Linked DNA regions of Mus musculus: regions 1 and 3 are each linked to region 2. A link is a contact called in public Hi-C and promoter capture Hi-C data. All regions are on one chromosome and are shown on one strand. The core of a region is the stretch at or near the end of the contact, and the rest is flanking DNA. Distances in the headings are between cores, read along the strand shown. Region 1 holds the start of Ttf2 (transcription termination factor, RNA polymerase II). Region 2 has its middle 36 kb from the start of Ptgfrn. Region 3 overlaps Cd101 (CD101 antigen).

Region 1 (4,589 bases), core at 338-2,837, 180 kb before region 2:
CCCGATCCCCTGGAACTGAAGTTATAGACATTTGACAGCCCCTAAGTGGGTGCTGGAAATTGAAGCTAGGGCCTCTGGAAGAACAGCCAGTGCTCTTAAAGGTTGGCCCATCTCTCCAGTCCACAAGAACATTTCTTTTAATGTTGAAACAAACCTAAGACCAACATTGATGCACAATTCCTATAAACATGAGCACACATGTGTCTTAAAACATTTGAGCAGGGTACCAAATCTCAGTATATTTAGAAACATTATCTATATAATATTTCTAGAAATAAATAGTAAATTCTGGTACAAAGTGGAGACACAAATCATACAAGTTATTCCAGTACTACTATTCATTAGTATATTACTAATATTCATTAGTATATTAGTATAGCTATGATACTGAAAAAAAAATAACCATGCTCTACAAAGTCCAGCTGAATAGAGAGCAGGGAGAAATGTTAAATGACACCACAGTGTAATTTCACTTCGAGAATGTCAACACCCGGTATGTTAAGATTGTCACACTTGCCGGGCGGTGGTGGCGCACGACTTTAATCCCAGCACTTGGGAGGCAGAGGCAGGCGGATTTCTGAGTTCGAGGCCAGCCTGGTCTACAGAGTGAGTTCCAGGACAGCCAGGGCTATACAGAGAAACCCTGTCTGGGAAAAAAAAAAAAAAAAAAAAAGATTGTCACACTTGACTTTCCTCACTTTAGACAAGATGCTTGAGGTTTCTAGGTCTCAGCTTTCACATCTGCAGAACCTGCGATCCACATCAACCTCTGATGTTTCTTTCAGCACTAACTCCCTACAGCAGCGGTTCTCAACCTTCCTAATACCCGTTACAACAGTTATGGTGACCCCAATCATAAAATCATTCCCATTGCTACTTTATAACTGTAATTTTTGCCGTTTTGAATCGCAATGTAAAAATATCTGATTTGCAGGATAACTGAAATGCAACCCCTGTGAAAGCGTCCTTAGATCCTGAAGGTCGTGACCCGCAGGTTGAGAAACACTGCCCTAAAGACTCTGGCTCTCTCTGGGTTGTTAACGTCATGCCACTAGATGAAGGAGAAAAGCTTGTGTCTAATTAACATGTTTTAACCTTAAACGTAAAATTTAAATGGCGACCTAAAATTGGTACAAGACTAGCAAATTAATTCCCATGTCCACTGTTTGTTTACACTTTTTAGAGGGAGCAGAAAGGATGCCGGGGCAAAGGGGAGTGGCTAAGTAAGGCCAGACAGGTGCCTAGAAACTTGAAGCAGACTCTAGAAGGATCGGAGTGTGGGTGAGTCCGCGTCCCAAGGCAGCTGAAGTGACCAGGCTGGGTCACTCCGTGTAACCGGGCCGGGCTGGAGACTCACTCGGTGGCCTGCACGAAGCCGCATGTGTTCGTCCGGCACACGTAGAAGCTCTTTCCCTTATTCGGGCCATCGCGGACGCCGGTCTTTAAGAAGCAGGCGTCCCCTGAGGAAACAAGAAGGTCAGCATCGGCCACTCCAAGCCAGTCCCACAGTCCCCGGGAGGGAAATCCCGAGACTGAGGCCTTACCGTGCTCCGGACACTTAACCAGGTCCATACCGCAGCCAGGAAGCCCTGGCCCGCCGGGTTTCCGTCTTTGACTCCGCCCCGTCCCGCCCACCACAACACTCCACCAATCAAGCGGGAGAGTCTCTCACTTTCAACCAATTACAGTCTCCCTCAGGCTTGGCGCGCTCTGAAATCAAACTTGGAGTGAGGAGGCGTGGCTGAGCTCCAGTGAGGACGCCGGCATGCTCCCTGGCTTGGGGAAAGCAGGACTTGGAGAGAAGTGGACGAGGCTGAGCTTGGGAGACTCCAGAGGAACCACTAGACCCAGAGGGAGCCAGAGCCGCTTGCCTGCTCGGGAAGCAGCCACTGTGGGCGGGAACACTTCAACTTGAGGCGGCCAAAAGGCGGGAGCATCCCTTAAAACTTTGGGAATCTACTGCATAGTCTGTAATAAGCACAAAGACTCCCTTAGGACCCCGGGCAACCTTTAAATGAGTGCAGGGCGTCCACGGGGTCACCAAAGATTGAACATCTGCACAGATCTCAGTTCCAGGTTCCGCGCTCTTTGAGTCTTAGGCTGCCTTCCCCTGGTGAGGTTCTAAGGACCGCCTGGTGTGGACGCCCTGGGTCTGAGAGAAGAACCTGAGGGCAATACAAGACCTTGCGTGCTTACTAATTTTACATTGTGTGTTTTGCATTGTCAAACCTTTTGAACTTATTTTGCATTTGTACTTTTAAAAAACCGAGAGTGACGCATGGTGGCGCACGCCTTTAATCCCAGCACTTGGAAGGCAGAGGCAGGCAGATTTCTGAGTTCAATGCCAGTCTGGTCTACAAAGTGAGTTCCAGGACAGCCAGGGCTACACAGAGAAACCCTGTCTCGAAAAACCAAAAAGAAAAAAAAAAAGAAAGAAAAGGAAAGGAAAGAACTTGTAATGGATTCTTTCAGTGAGCAGAAGGTGAGGAATGACTATCGGAGCTTGGCTGCAATAGCCATGACTTCATATTTCAGCAGTTGAAGATCATGTGTCTTGGAGTGGCACACACAACTGCTATGAGGACAGAAAAGCTGCAATGTCTAAGAAGTCTGGGCTATATGGAGGCTGTAAATGTTTTAGGAGTTCAGAGTCCAGACAGTCCCGAGGTATCATTTATGAATTAAGCAGTTCTTACTAAATAGCTTTTTTGGTGTCCCAAGAGGAGTAGGTGTTTGAGAAATATAAAGTTCATTTAATGCATACATTTAAAGCAACTGTTCTAACCACAAGGGGCTTACTGAGTGGAAGAAGCTGAACTAGCCTCTACCTAATGCTTAAATAAATATAAAATAGTATATAAATGTCAAGATGAATGGAGTCAGCAGCAAACCCCGGAGAGCTTGAGAGAGAGATGAATTTCCAAGTGCACGCAGTGTGGCACGCCCCACCCCAGTTCTCCAGTGAAAGTTTATACAAACAGATTTTCTTTATTCCTAGATTGCAATTCCAAGATCTGTATTATATGCATGTGAAGTGGATACCATCTGAGGAGGTGGAGACCACAAACACTAAGGTTTGGGGAAAGAGGACCACGGTGATTCTTGTAGTGAGAATTTTGGTTTCTTTAAAAAAACACAGAAATATAAAGAATGTTTTGTTTGTTTGTTTGTTTGTTTTAACCCCAGGTGGGGCTGCTTCAGATTGTCCACAGCAGCTGACTGTAATTTGCCTCATGCTCTAACAGGGGTGTGGTTTTGCCAGCTGCAGATGGTTTCTGAGAGTGTGTGGAATTCTGGGGACTCTTCAGAGGGTATATAAATACTAGGGCCTGATACTAGGAACTGATTGGCTGCTCAGCGGTTGGATGCTGTTGACTGTGATTTGTTAAGCAGTTGTGTGCAAAGAGATGAAAAGAAGAAATTAGATATGATGGTGAAGAAGCTCAAACTTGCCCCAAGAAACTCGACGCCCCTAATCAGCAGGAAGTTGTCTAACAATAATGTCACCCCTTTCCCCCTCTGCCCTTTTGTCTTTTCTACCTAGTGTTAGGGGGTGGAAAGGAGAGGGGTGGAAAAGAGTGGAATTTTAAAAAATTCACAAAGTACCCAAAAGTCTGGTGATATCTCTCTATATAGATATAGATATAGATAGATATATATCTCCCTCTTTTCCATGTATGCCTACAGGCCAGAAGAGGGCACCAGATCTCATTATAGGTGGTTATGAGCCACCATGTGGTTGCTGGGATTTGAACTCATACAGCAAGAGCTCTTAATCTCGGAGGCATTTCTCCAGCCCCAGGTTACAGGTTCTTTCCTGCACAAGATGACTTTGAGACTAGACAAAGTCCAGGTCTCAAATGCGTCATTCCAGACACCATTTCCTCTGAAGCTGCTCAGCCGCCTTGCACACATCCAGTAAGTAAAAATGGACACAGATAACATACAGCAAGGAAAAATGTTCCTTCTAGAAATCTAGGATGTGCTAAATAAAAACGTTTAGACCCCGGATCATATTAACAGGGGTGGTTTTGGACCAGTGGGACAGCCAAGCAAGTACAGGTTTTGTGCATATATAGTTCATATATGTTCTTAGCCTGAAAACATCTGGAGAGACCTCTGAGAATGAACTGTATATAAATTTCTATTTGGAATGAAGCAGAGGATGTAAGTTTTGGGTTTCTTAATAGCCTTGTCATACTCAGAACAAATGTTTGAGTAAATCCTAAATCTAGATGTTTTAAATGTACAAGTTAACAATAGAAATTATTGACTTATGGGCTGGCCTAAACACAGTTTATGTTGGAATTTGTAGCTGGATTGTGACAGTGACTGCACTTGAACTAAAAAAAAGCTATGTTTGTTTGTTTAGAGATAGAGTCTTAGGATTAACTCAACCTGGTCTTGAACTGGGTATGTTTCCCAGGCTGACTTTCAAAATACAATTCTCCTGCCTCAGCTTCCTATATGATGAGTTTATAGGCATGCATCTCCATGCTTGATTTAGAATAGGTGACTTTTATGAGAACTAAATTGGGTCTCAAGAGAGCTGGGGTTTTTTGTTTGCTTGTTTTCTTTTAAGATTTATT
Region 2 (4,875 bases), core at 534-3,033:
GTGGGGTGGGGTGGGGTGTGAAGATGATCTGAAGGCTGGAGACTTATTGCCAGTGGGTGGACAGCTCTCTCTTGCTGTCTCCTTCCCCCACCCACTTTCTCAAACCGCATGCATGCTCTGAGTTCAAAATGTCTCAGTTGAAACCTTAGTCTTCCTCTTACCTTACCTGTCAAACACAGATAAGAATGCTATCTGCTTCCCTCTTTGTAAGTCACCTTTGGACACATGCAGAGAAACTCCTGGCCCAGAGTGAGTGCCCAGCAAATATTAGTTCTCATTATTTTATTGCAAGTAAACACTGCACTCTAAGCCACATCAGCCTGGGTAAAACCAGAGGTCACTGGACTCTCCATGGCCTGACAGGGACCTGTTCTTCTGGGTCTTTCATGATTTTCCTTTCCTACAAGGCTTTCACAGGTATTTGGCAAGCAAAGGCCTCTTGCTACCTCAGCAGGCTGGCAAGAAGGGAGGCCCCCATTGGCCCCAGTGGGGAAGCTGGTTATCCATCCAAGGATGTGGAGACGCCTGCTGCTGCAGCTGTAAGGCTGGCAGCTGAGGTGGACGCAACTGCAGATGCCACAGCTGGTTCTGCCCAGAGCTCAGAGTCACATGGCGGCTGCCCTGTGCCAACCACTCCATTCTGCATGAGATCACATCTTTTGACTTTTCCTGTGCACACAGCTGGCTGGGCTCGTTCCACCAGGACAGAGGACAAGACCTAGCTGCTCTTCTTGCTGTGGCTCCTCTCAGCTCTGAAACATGGCAGCTTGTGTGCTATGTGTGACTAATTTTTCCCCTCTACCCCCAGGAGACCCCATAGGCTTCCTGCACTGCCTTCTGCTTGTCCAGGGGACAAGTCCAGACCTGATTGAACGCTGTGTGAGGGCAAGTTTGCTCCCGAGAGAGAACTCATATAAGATGAAGCCAGACCTGCAGCCAACTTGTAGAAGAGATTGGAATGCAGGGATCAGGACCAGGGGACCACAGAAACAAGGACAGGGTTGTTCAGAGTAGAGGGAGAGGAGGGTGCTGGAGGGGGTGGGGTGGGGGGGCTGTGCTGAGCTGCTGCTGGCTAGATGCTGAGGAAGGTGATGGAGAAAGGGAGAAGGAGGTAAGGCACTTCCTGGAGACCTAAGGAAAGGACCCCAGCAGGTGCTTCCTTGCAATTCTTTTGCCTAAATCAGCTTCTACTTCCCAGGGTATCTGCCCTGTGTGCTCCCTTACACTTAATATAAATACAAAGTGTTTAAGGTTGGAGGTGGCAGGGGGCTTCCTAATTGTGATGGACTCACCTCACTCCAGACACAGATGTATTTTCTCAAATGATGCTTCCTCTTCCCTCACCCAAGTGTCACAGGAAATGGGGACAGCATTCATTAATAACCGAAGGAGGGTCTGAGGAAAACTAGATGCTGTATAAAGAGAAGAAGCTGCAAACTAAGAAGCCCTGGTGGAAATGAAGTGCTCAACCAGTCCTGCATCCATTAAAGTAATAACATCATCGAATGGCGGGTTTATCACTCCCTTGCAGCCCCTCAGCCTGGAAGCTGCGGCTCTTTTTAAAAATGAGAGAGGAGTTGCATGCCGCTCCTCCAGTGTGGAAGGGCAGGTCTCCCTGTGCCCCCTCCCAAGCGCTTCCCTCCCCAGCCTTGGACTTCTCCCAGCCTCTAGGACCATCGCTAAAATTCATTTCACTCTTTAATTAGATTTCATGGAGTAAGGGATTGGGAGGGTGCTGGGAAAGGCGTGCATATGCCCTCTTTTCGTTGAGAAGGGTAATGCTGCTGATAGGGGAGGTGGGACAATGGTTGCTATGGAGACATATTCCCAGACATACAGACACACTCATTTTAATGCCTTTTTTTTTTCCAAGCAGGGGAAGGATCCAGTGCCCTATTTTTAGTGTCAGATTTCAGCAAAACAATTCACTTTCGTTTCATCACACACACACACACACACACACACACACACACACACACACACTCTGCTGGCTTTTTAAGTAGGTCACCCCTTCTGACTGTATCAAGAGCTCAGATCTGTCTTGCTTGAGGAATGCAAGGTTCCATGGAAGATTTTTCTGATAGAGGGGAGGATCTCAGACTTGCCTGGGTACAGCTTTCTTTCATCTCAGTTTGACAGGCATTAGGACAGGCGGGATGAATAGCTGTAGGTAAATTTACATTTTAAAGATGGGTGCAAGATGTCGAGGTTCTGATAATAAAGAGGGGAGGTATAGAAACTACAAATGACAAATGTGTCTGCTTCTCTATCATCAGCTTATCACTGGTGATTACAAAAGATACTCCTTGGTTGTTAATACTACACAGCCCATTGGGAAAGAAAGAAGTCCTGGCTGGGAACTGTCCAATTTGAATTTTTGATCTTTGTCCCAGATCAACCGGGTATGACAGAATATGTGAATCAGAATTGGGCTTTTTATTTCTGTCCCATCCTGAATTGCAATTCTTGACTGTTTCCGTCTGAGATTTTTTTCCCCCTTTGTGATCTTTGCCAAATCTCACAATCCCTCTGTGATGAGAATACCCCCATTGACTGTAATAAGCACTAGCTGTTCCCTTAGCAGAAGTAGCCCAAGGCGAGGCTGTGAATTGGGCAAGTGTCTGTTCTTAGGAGTCCCAGGCTCACACTCACCCTCATCTCCCATTCCCACAAGGGCCGGTTTCTCGCTCCAAGATGGCGACAGTCTAGACTAATTAGGGCTCTCTTCACTGGGAGCCCCATGTGTATTCACTGGAGCCTTTGGGTAGTTCTTTCCACAGTCAGAGGCTTCTGGTTTCTCTTTCATAATATAGAGAAAGGAACTCCCAATGGATATAACCAAAAGGATATCCCGTGGTTCTCAGCTTTAAAAAATAATAGACTTGAAGCTAAGAAAGATGGAAATGAAACCACAATGCTGTAATAGTGCTTTGTAAAGCACTATTTTATACAAATAGTGTAAAAGTGTAATAGAAATAAAATCCATAGGATTTTATTTTTCCATAACATTTATGTTTTCCAAACATTGTCCTATTAATTAGAAAATAAAAGATAAAAACAAGAATGGAACCTCAAAATGTATATTATGCTTGCTATTTTATAGATGAGAAAAAGATAACAAGAGGAGAATCTTCTCAGAGCCTTAAAATAGTGTGTGTGTGTGTGTGTGTGTGTGTGTGTGTGTGTGTGTGTGTGTGTGGTGTGTGTTGGGGGAGGCGGCAATGAGAATCCATCACATGTCTATAAAGATTCAAACTCCAGTTATACAATCTTAATCTTGTGCTCCTCAGATGGTTAAGAATCATTTATTAAACATTTATGAAATATTAAGCAGTATGTGCATATTTGAGGTATAATATATCACATTTGCATAGAGAGTGGGTCTTTTAAATAGCATTCCACATTTAAGAATGAAAGTTCATAAGCATTAATTAATTTGCCCAAAGACATAGCTAGTACATAATAGGGTGAATAATGGAATGCAGATCTGATCAAACCTTACAGATGGTGCTAGTGGTTCAGGTTAGGAGACAGAGAGAAGTATTAAGTGAGTTTTTTAAATACAGACACTCCATTGTCAGTACATGAAACCATTTACTGATGACCTAGTGAAATTTTCCTGCTGTGTAGATCAAAGATCTAGATTTCTTAACAGTCATACATCTGACAGGAGACCTTCCTCTGACTGTCCATTCTAATGGGTGATTTGCTTGTGGCAGCCCGAGTTGCTGAATCTCTGGAGTGCCTATCCTGGACAGCTACATGAAAGAGAAATACTTTTATTTTGTAGAAGAGTAATTCAACTCTTACATCTATTATGCAAGCAATTTACTCTAATACATAAATTAGTACCAGGAGTGGGGTGGGAAAGTATCATTACAAATTCCTAAAATAAATGGAGAAATATCATTATAAAATCATAAAATCTGTGAGCAGTAGGACAGCAAGAAACAAAAGCTAAACCTACTAGTTTTTATATTAGGAAAGTGACACAAGTTATGTTCTCTGTCTGGTCTGTCACCTAAACTGACTAGCAAGTCAGTGATCTGAAAACTTCAAAGTAAAAAAGACAAACGTGCTGACGCTGAACAATACATTCCTAGGTAGTAGCTCCAAAGCTAAATTCTATCCAAGTGGCATGAAAAGCAATCCGTGAGGTGCTGAGAGACAGCTTCATGGCATCTACCCAATTAAAACTGTTGCTTTCCTTGCAAACCTTATTGTTAAAGATAGTCTCAACTTACTGCCATCAGATTTGGGAGAAAGTGATTAGAGAACACAAAACTATATGTAAAAAGATTTGAGTCTTTAAGTTTAAAAATTGTTTTTAGCAAGATCTTTAGCTGTTGTTAATTATGCATGGAGACAATGAGAGGCAAATGGCAGAGGTGTTGCATTTTGGGAGAACTGAATGAACCCAAATCTATAAATCCAACCTGCTGAAGCCTGAGCAGATTCAGCACCTCAGGCAGCCCCAGTGCCTGGAAATCTCTATCAGCATGAAGTAGGCTCTGAAAGCTATGATGTCCCAAGACAGCAAACTTTCTACTTCCTGCTTCAGACATGGCAGTAGAGGATATTAGACCCCAAACACCTCCCCTAGGATGGTCAGCCATCTCTTCTGTTAGAAGGGCCCCCTTTGTTCTTTATCAGCAGAATCTGATCATTGGTATAAAATTCCCTAGAAATCTGATCCTTCTGGGGTTTTGCATTTTCTGAAGAATGATTTTTAACTATGGTTTTCCGGTCTTACTTCATCATAGTTAAGGAGTGGGTGAGAGGGCAAATAAATAGACTTTTGGTTCATGATTTGGGCTATGGTTTATGTTTTTCCCCTCCAAAGTTCATGAAGAACATAATTCTCAATTCAACAGT
Region 3 (4,791 bases), core at 1,745-4,244, 150 kb before region 2:
CATGATTCTCCAGCCAGGTGTCCATTGAAATACAAGTTTCTTCTAGGCATACCACTACAGAGGCAGGCAGATCTCTATGAGTACTAGGTTAGCCCTGGTTTACCGTGTGAATTCCAGGCCAGTCATGGCTACAGAATAAAATTAGAAGGTCGGGGATGAATGCTGGAGAGATGGCTCATCAGTTAAAAGCATTGGCTGCTCTTCCAGAGGACGCAGGTTCCTTCCCCAGCAACCACACGGCAGGCAGCTCACAACCATCTATAACTTCAGTTCCAAGATATCATGCCATTGTCTGACCTTAGTGGACTCTGCATGCATGTGGTACACAGGCATACATGCAGACAAATTATCAATACACAAAATAAAAATTTTTTAAAAATAGAAAGGCCTCTAAAAATGTGGGGTAGGGGCATCATATTTATGTCTGAAGGACTATCTAATTTCATTCTTCTTCTCATCATTACCTGGGAGAGAAGAAGTTAATGTGTTGGTTGTTTGAGAAAACATTTGGAATGTTTCAAACGAGGCTTTAGAGGGAGTTGGATTAAGGAAGCAGCAGGTCTGTGGTGGCAGTTCTCACAGCCACGGATAATCTGCTTGCAAAGGAGCAAAGGAACTAATTATCTTTGGAGAGGACTGTGTGCCTGATAAAATAATTAAAAATAAATGGCTCTCCTTAGAAATGCAAATTACCAAGTACTGAAGAAACCCTGGTGGTCACATAGACAATAAATAGATGTGTTATCTGAGGTCCTTTATTTGATTGATTTTCAATTCTGGCTACAGCCAGGCCTGCTCAGTGGAAACAGCTCTTGAAAGCCTTAAACCATCACACCTCGCCCTTGGGATTTCTAGGGTGAGATTAGGAAACTCAGGAGTCAGACTTGACCCTCTTCTTCCCTTGAACCCACACTCCAGTACCATGAGACAGGGGCATTACTGCAGAGCCGTCTCCCAAGTTCTACCGAGGCTCTTTCCTCCGACTCAGTGCTTTCAACAAAGGCACTGGCCAAGGCCTAGCACTATGGTGGTAGGCTGGTGTGTGTGTGTGTGTGTGTGTGTGTGTGTGTGTGTGTGTGTGTGTGAAGGAGATAGGAGGCCTTGGGGGCTGAGTAGAACACTGTTGTATGGGAAGAAGGATGCTCTTCAACGATGACTTACTATCTCTTAAACCAAGCATGCCAATGCCCCTGCTCTCCTCACCCTCCCTTTCCTCTTCCTCCTCCTCCTCCTTTTCTTCTTCCTCCTTCTTTTTCCAAGAGAGGGTTTCTCGGTGTAGCCCTGCCTGGGTTTCCTGGAACTCAGTCTGTAGACCAGGCTGGCCTTGAGTGTAGAGATTCATACACTTCTATCTCCTGAGTGCTGGGATTAAAGACATGCACAGCACCGACCAGTGCCAATGCATGCTTTGAATCCCAGCCCTTGGAGGCTGGCCTTGGTGGGGGGAAGAGGGCTGTAAGGTGGAGGACGGTCCAGACTGTACAGTGTAGGGCTAGACAGTGAGATCAAGTTCAAGGCTGGCCTAGGGCTGTATCCCAAGGCCTTTCCTTGACATCATAAAAACAGAAACAAAAAGCATCCCCAATTATAAAAGCAGGAAGCCAAATGAAAACTTCCAAAAGGCTGTAACACATTACCCTTTTGTCAAAGCGCCGATATTGATTAGACAACGACTCTTACACTTTTCAGCGGGCATTTGTAAAGGGGGGTTGGAGAAAAAACATCGGATTTCTGCCTAGAAAAAATTACATAATGATTGGGGGAGTCCGATTTCAGGCAAGCCAGTCCATGCTCTCAATCCCTCCGGCTTTGCCGACACCCGGTTTTTCCTACATTTCTTATCTAGAGAAAAATGATTTCCCTTGTGACTGGGCCAAGCTGATGTTGCCAAGGGAATAGATGAGTGGGAGAGGAATGAGAGAGGAAGGAAGGCTCGACAGCTGGTGTTCCTCTCTTTCCAGATGAGGCTGGACCTCCAGGAGGTGAGGTCTGTGTGAGTGGGGACAATGACACTATCTGCTTCTGAAGGATGCAAAGAAAAAAAAATGGTTGCTACACAAAGAAACACTCGACAAGATATGGTTAACAATCTATGTCCATGGCACATCCCTTCTGGTCCCTTGGTAACTTGGCCAAGGTCTAAAACAGAATTCATTCATCCTCCACGCTCCAACCCAATCCCTCCACGCTCCTTTCTCCAGCCCAGGTGCTCCTCAGTAGTGTCCACTCTCCTCTCCAGCTTCCTTCTGAAGTGATGTCTTTCTCATGCCCACCCAGAGAGCCTTTTCTTTCTTTGCACTGAGACTCAGCTGTGACAACTTCCTGGCCTTCCGGTACAAGCAGAGGAAGGACGTGGCCAGAAGGAGCAGCATGACGAAGGGGCAGACGATGAGGAAGTGGAGCAAGGGCCCCGAGGAGCAGATCAGGGAGGAGACCGTGGGCTCTGCAACCAGAGAAACACAGAAGACAATCAATCAGTGTCCCAACGATCGGGGCCGAGCAGGCGAGTACGTCTCCCTACACATCATTATCGGCAAGTCCGTGTAGATGACAAGGTGGAATGGCACAGGCCTCTCGCCCTGCAAGTGCACTGGAAGAACAGGCCCAGGACATTCCCAACACACACCTCTTCCCCCTGCCCGGCCATTGCAGCTGTACAGCTGCCAATGACCTACTTACAACCACCAGCCAAAAAAGAAAAGCAAAACAAAAAAAAAAAGAAGAGAGAGAAAGAAAACCTTTCCTTTAATCTTCTTCCCTCAGAAAAGATATGTATAATTCAGTTCTCGTTCTCAACTGTGTGGCTGGCTCTGAATTTTTAACTGAGATATTCCCACTGCTGTTTCTGAAACTCACAGTGCACTAAGCTGTCCTCAGTAACAGCTGTGCCTATGAAGGAGGGCACTTTTGCCCCTGACCCATGACATATAGGTTATCCCGGGTCCTGACTCCTTGCCCCACTATGCTCAATTCTCACTTCCTGTATCTAAGCCACTGGGCACAGTCCCTGTCTGGTTGGATCTCACTTCTCCCAGACTTCTTGCATGGTCCCGTGCTCACCCCTCCTTGTCACACAGCCCTTTGTTTCGGCTCCTTTCTTCCCTGGACTGAGAATGGCTAAGTGTCCTGGGTTCCTGCCTTTGGTGATCTTAAACCAAACTGAATGCCGCCACAGAGTCAAAGCCACCATACAGAGAGGCACGCCAAAGCATGCGATCCTCCGATCCTCCGCAGCTGCAGGCCGATGGGAGGCACCATCAACAGACTGACATGTGGGGCATTGGGGCTCCTGGTCATTTCCCAGAGAGGCAAAGCAGAGAGGACTGCGGCCACCACAGGTCCTCGGAAATGGTACCCTGGGCTAATGGCTAAAGGCCTGGGTTACAGGCATTCAGCAGAAAGCCACATGTGTAAAGTGGTACCAACCACTCACTGCACTCTTCCAACTACATTTCTGAACTATTTGAAATCAGGGCTATTCTGAACAATCCGATGCTAACAGCAGCTGTGCTTTGCTTGGGAAACTAACGACAGGAGACCTCTCTTCTTCAAAGGTTAAGCTATACAATTTCCGAGACTATGGATTCCCAGTGATAAAACAGTTTTGATAGGTCGTTCTGACCAACCTCCAAGTGCAAAAGAAAAGACCCCTTGGGGCCTCTCTGAAGCACTTTACACGTCAAAGACTGCCTCTTCACTGGAAATCAAGAGAGAGCCCAGACATTTGCTCGTGATAGGTACTGTGAGCTCCTGGAGGCTTGGGCCTGTGTCTTACATGTCTCTGTACCTTGTAACGCACCTCCCCCGAAAGTCCTCCAGGATCCTGGAGAAGGAACCAGCTACCGAGTGTATTCCCCATGCAAGAGCCAAGGTGGCCGCCATCATGCAGTGTCGGTCCCTGGCATTAGGCTGTCAGTTCTGAATGGGTTTGGCACAGAGCTGCAGAGTTGGTGGCCTAGATATTTTTTTTCTGTTCTCAATTGTAGTTTTCATCTTGCATCTGATTTTCCTTCTTGAAAATGTAATCAATGGCAGAGAGAGAGAGAGAGATTTTGAATTTTTTTTTCCTATTGTTTGTTTTGATCTGAGGCTGAGTCTCACTATGTAGCCTGAACTAACCTCAAACACAAGATCTTCCTGCCTCAACTTCCCAAAGGCTGGGATTATGGGAGTGTGTCACCATGCCTGGTTTAATTTTTAATTTTTTTCTAACCTCTTTCTGCATTCTTCTTTCAAATGATCCAGGCGAATGATAATTAGTCCCCTGGGTCGCATGTGATATGACGCTGGCAAGCATGGTCAAATGAAGCAGGCTGCGATGTTGTGTTAGAATAGGCCAGGCCACTCAACCATGGCTACCCAAAGAAGCTTCTTTTTATAGCAGTGGTCACTGTCAGGAAATGACGGGCCCCCTACAGAAAGCCCATCTAGGAGAGTGTCAACAGTTTCCTCAGGTGTCCAGACTCCCAGAGAATGACAGACAGCCACAGTTTTTCACTTCCCCAAGCAAATTTACAAACCTCAGGGCTGGACCCCCTGGAATATCAAAAGGGCACCAGCGTTGACACATGCCTCCACCATATACTGGATAGACGTCAACTAGCCAGGCCCTTCTTCCTCACTTCCCCAGATCCTCAGAGCTGCACATCTCTTTCCTGGAATTCCCTTCTGCTCTCCACTCTGCAGCCGCTGAAACAGAGAGAGCCTGGCTGCACGCTCACCATGTGACCCCATCCCCTTCCTGAGACCTCTAAGAGGTGCCCTCCTAACTCTGCCCGTGGGCTTGAACAC

Evidence for each region. Promoter capture Hi-C pulls out the DNA fragments that hold promoters and counts their contacts. Hi-C and Micro-C count contacts between places; a contact is called where the count stands out from the background.
Region 1: a contact with region 2 is called in a promoter capture Hi-C map of hippocampal neurons, with 4 times the contacts expected there. The contact joins the promoter of Ttf2 here to the enhancer-like site in region 2. A contact is called at or near these places in 7 of 39 promoter capture datasets (the 3T3-L1 cell line, 3T3-L1-derived adipocytes, the C10 cell line and 3 more), 1 of 15 datasets of contacts at CTCF or cohesin (the NIH/3T3 cell line), 29 of 484 Hi-C or Micro-C datasets (the AML12 cell line, CD4 T cells, CD8 T cells and 23 more), 11 of 115 datasets of contacts at active chromatin or transcription factors (the SCID.adh cell line, SST interneurons, bone marrow-derived macrophages and 8 more) and 4 of 9 other capture datasets (adipose tissue, embryonic stem cells, liver and 1 more).
Region 3: a contact with region 2 is called in a Hi-C map of uterus, with 1.8 times the contacts expected there. The contact joins two enhancer-like sites. A contact is called at or near these places in 1 of 15 datasets of contacts at CTCF or cohesin (the NIH/3T3 cell line), 12 of 484 Hi-C or Micro-C datasets (CD8 T cells, MC3T3-E1-derived osteoblasts, cochlea and 7 more), 11 of 115 datasets of contacts at active chromatin or transcription factors (the SCID.adh cell line, SST interneurons, VIP interneurons and 8 more) and 1 of 9 other capture datasets (embryonic stem cells).

Annotation. Positions count from the first base shown.
Region 1 is chr3:100,968,076-100,972,664 of GRCm38.p6, forward strand. Ttf2 (transcription termination factor, RNA polymerase II) reads right to left here and starts at 1,588. Exons shown (of 23, transcript NM_001013026.2): 1 at 1,545-1,588; 2 at 1,358-1,460. The coding sequence starts at 1,572.
Region 2 is chr3:101,143,933-101,148,807 of GRCm38.p6, forward strand. No RefSeq gene overlaps it. Among named protein-coding and RNA genes, the nearest start is that of Ptgfrn, 36 kb to the left of the region's middle. Within about 2 kb of position 1,784, at least 60 of the 459 cell types and tissues checked have an H3K27ac peak or open chromatin away from gene starts, as enhancers often do. A contact at or near this core is called in the N1E-115 cell line, the SCID.adh cell line, SST interneurons and 11 more, where this site is marked.
Region 3 is chr3:100,991,452-100,996,242 of GRCm38.p6, forward strand. Cd101 (CD101 antigen) reads right to left here. Exons shown (of 9, transcript NM_001167906.2): 9 at 738-2,443. The coding sequence ends at 2,214. Among named protein-coding and RNA genes, the nearest start is that of Ttf2, 24 kb to the left of the region's middle. Within about 2 kb of position 2,995, at least 94 of the 459 cell types and tissues checked have an H3K27ac peak or open chromatin away from gene starts, as enhancers often do. A contact at or near this core is called in the SCID.adh cell line, SST interneurons, VIP interneurons and 1 more, where this site is marked.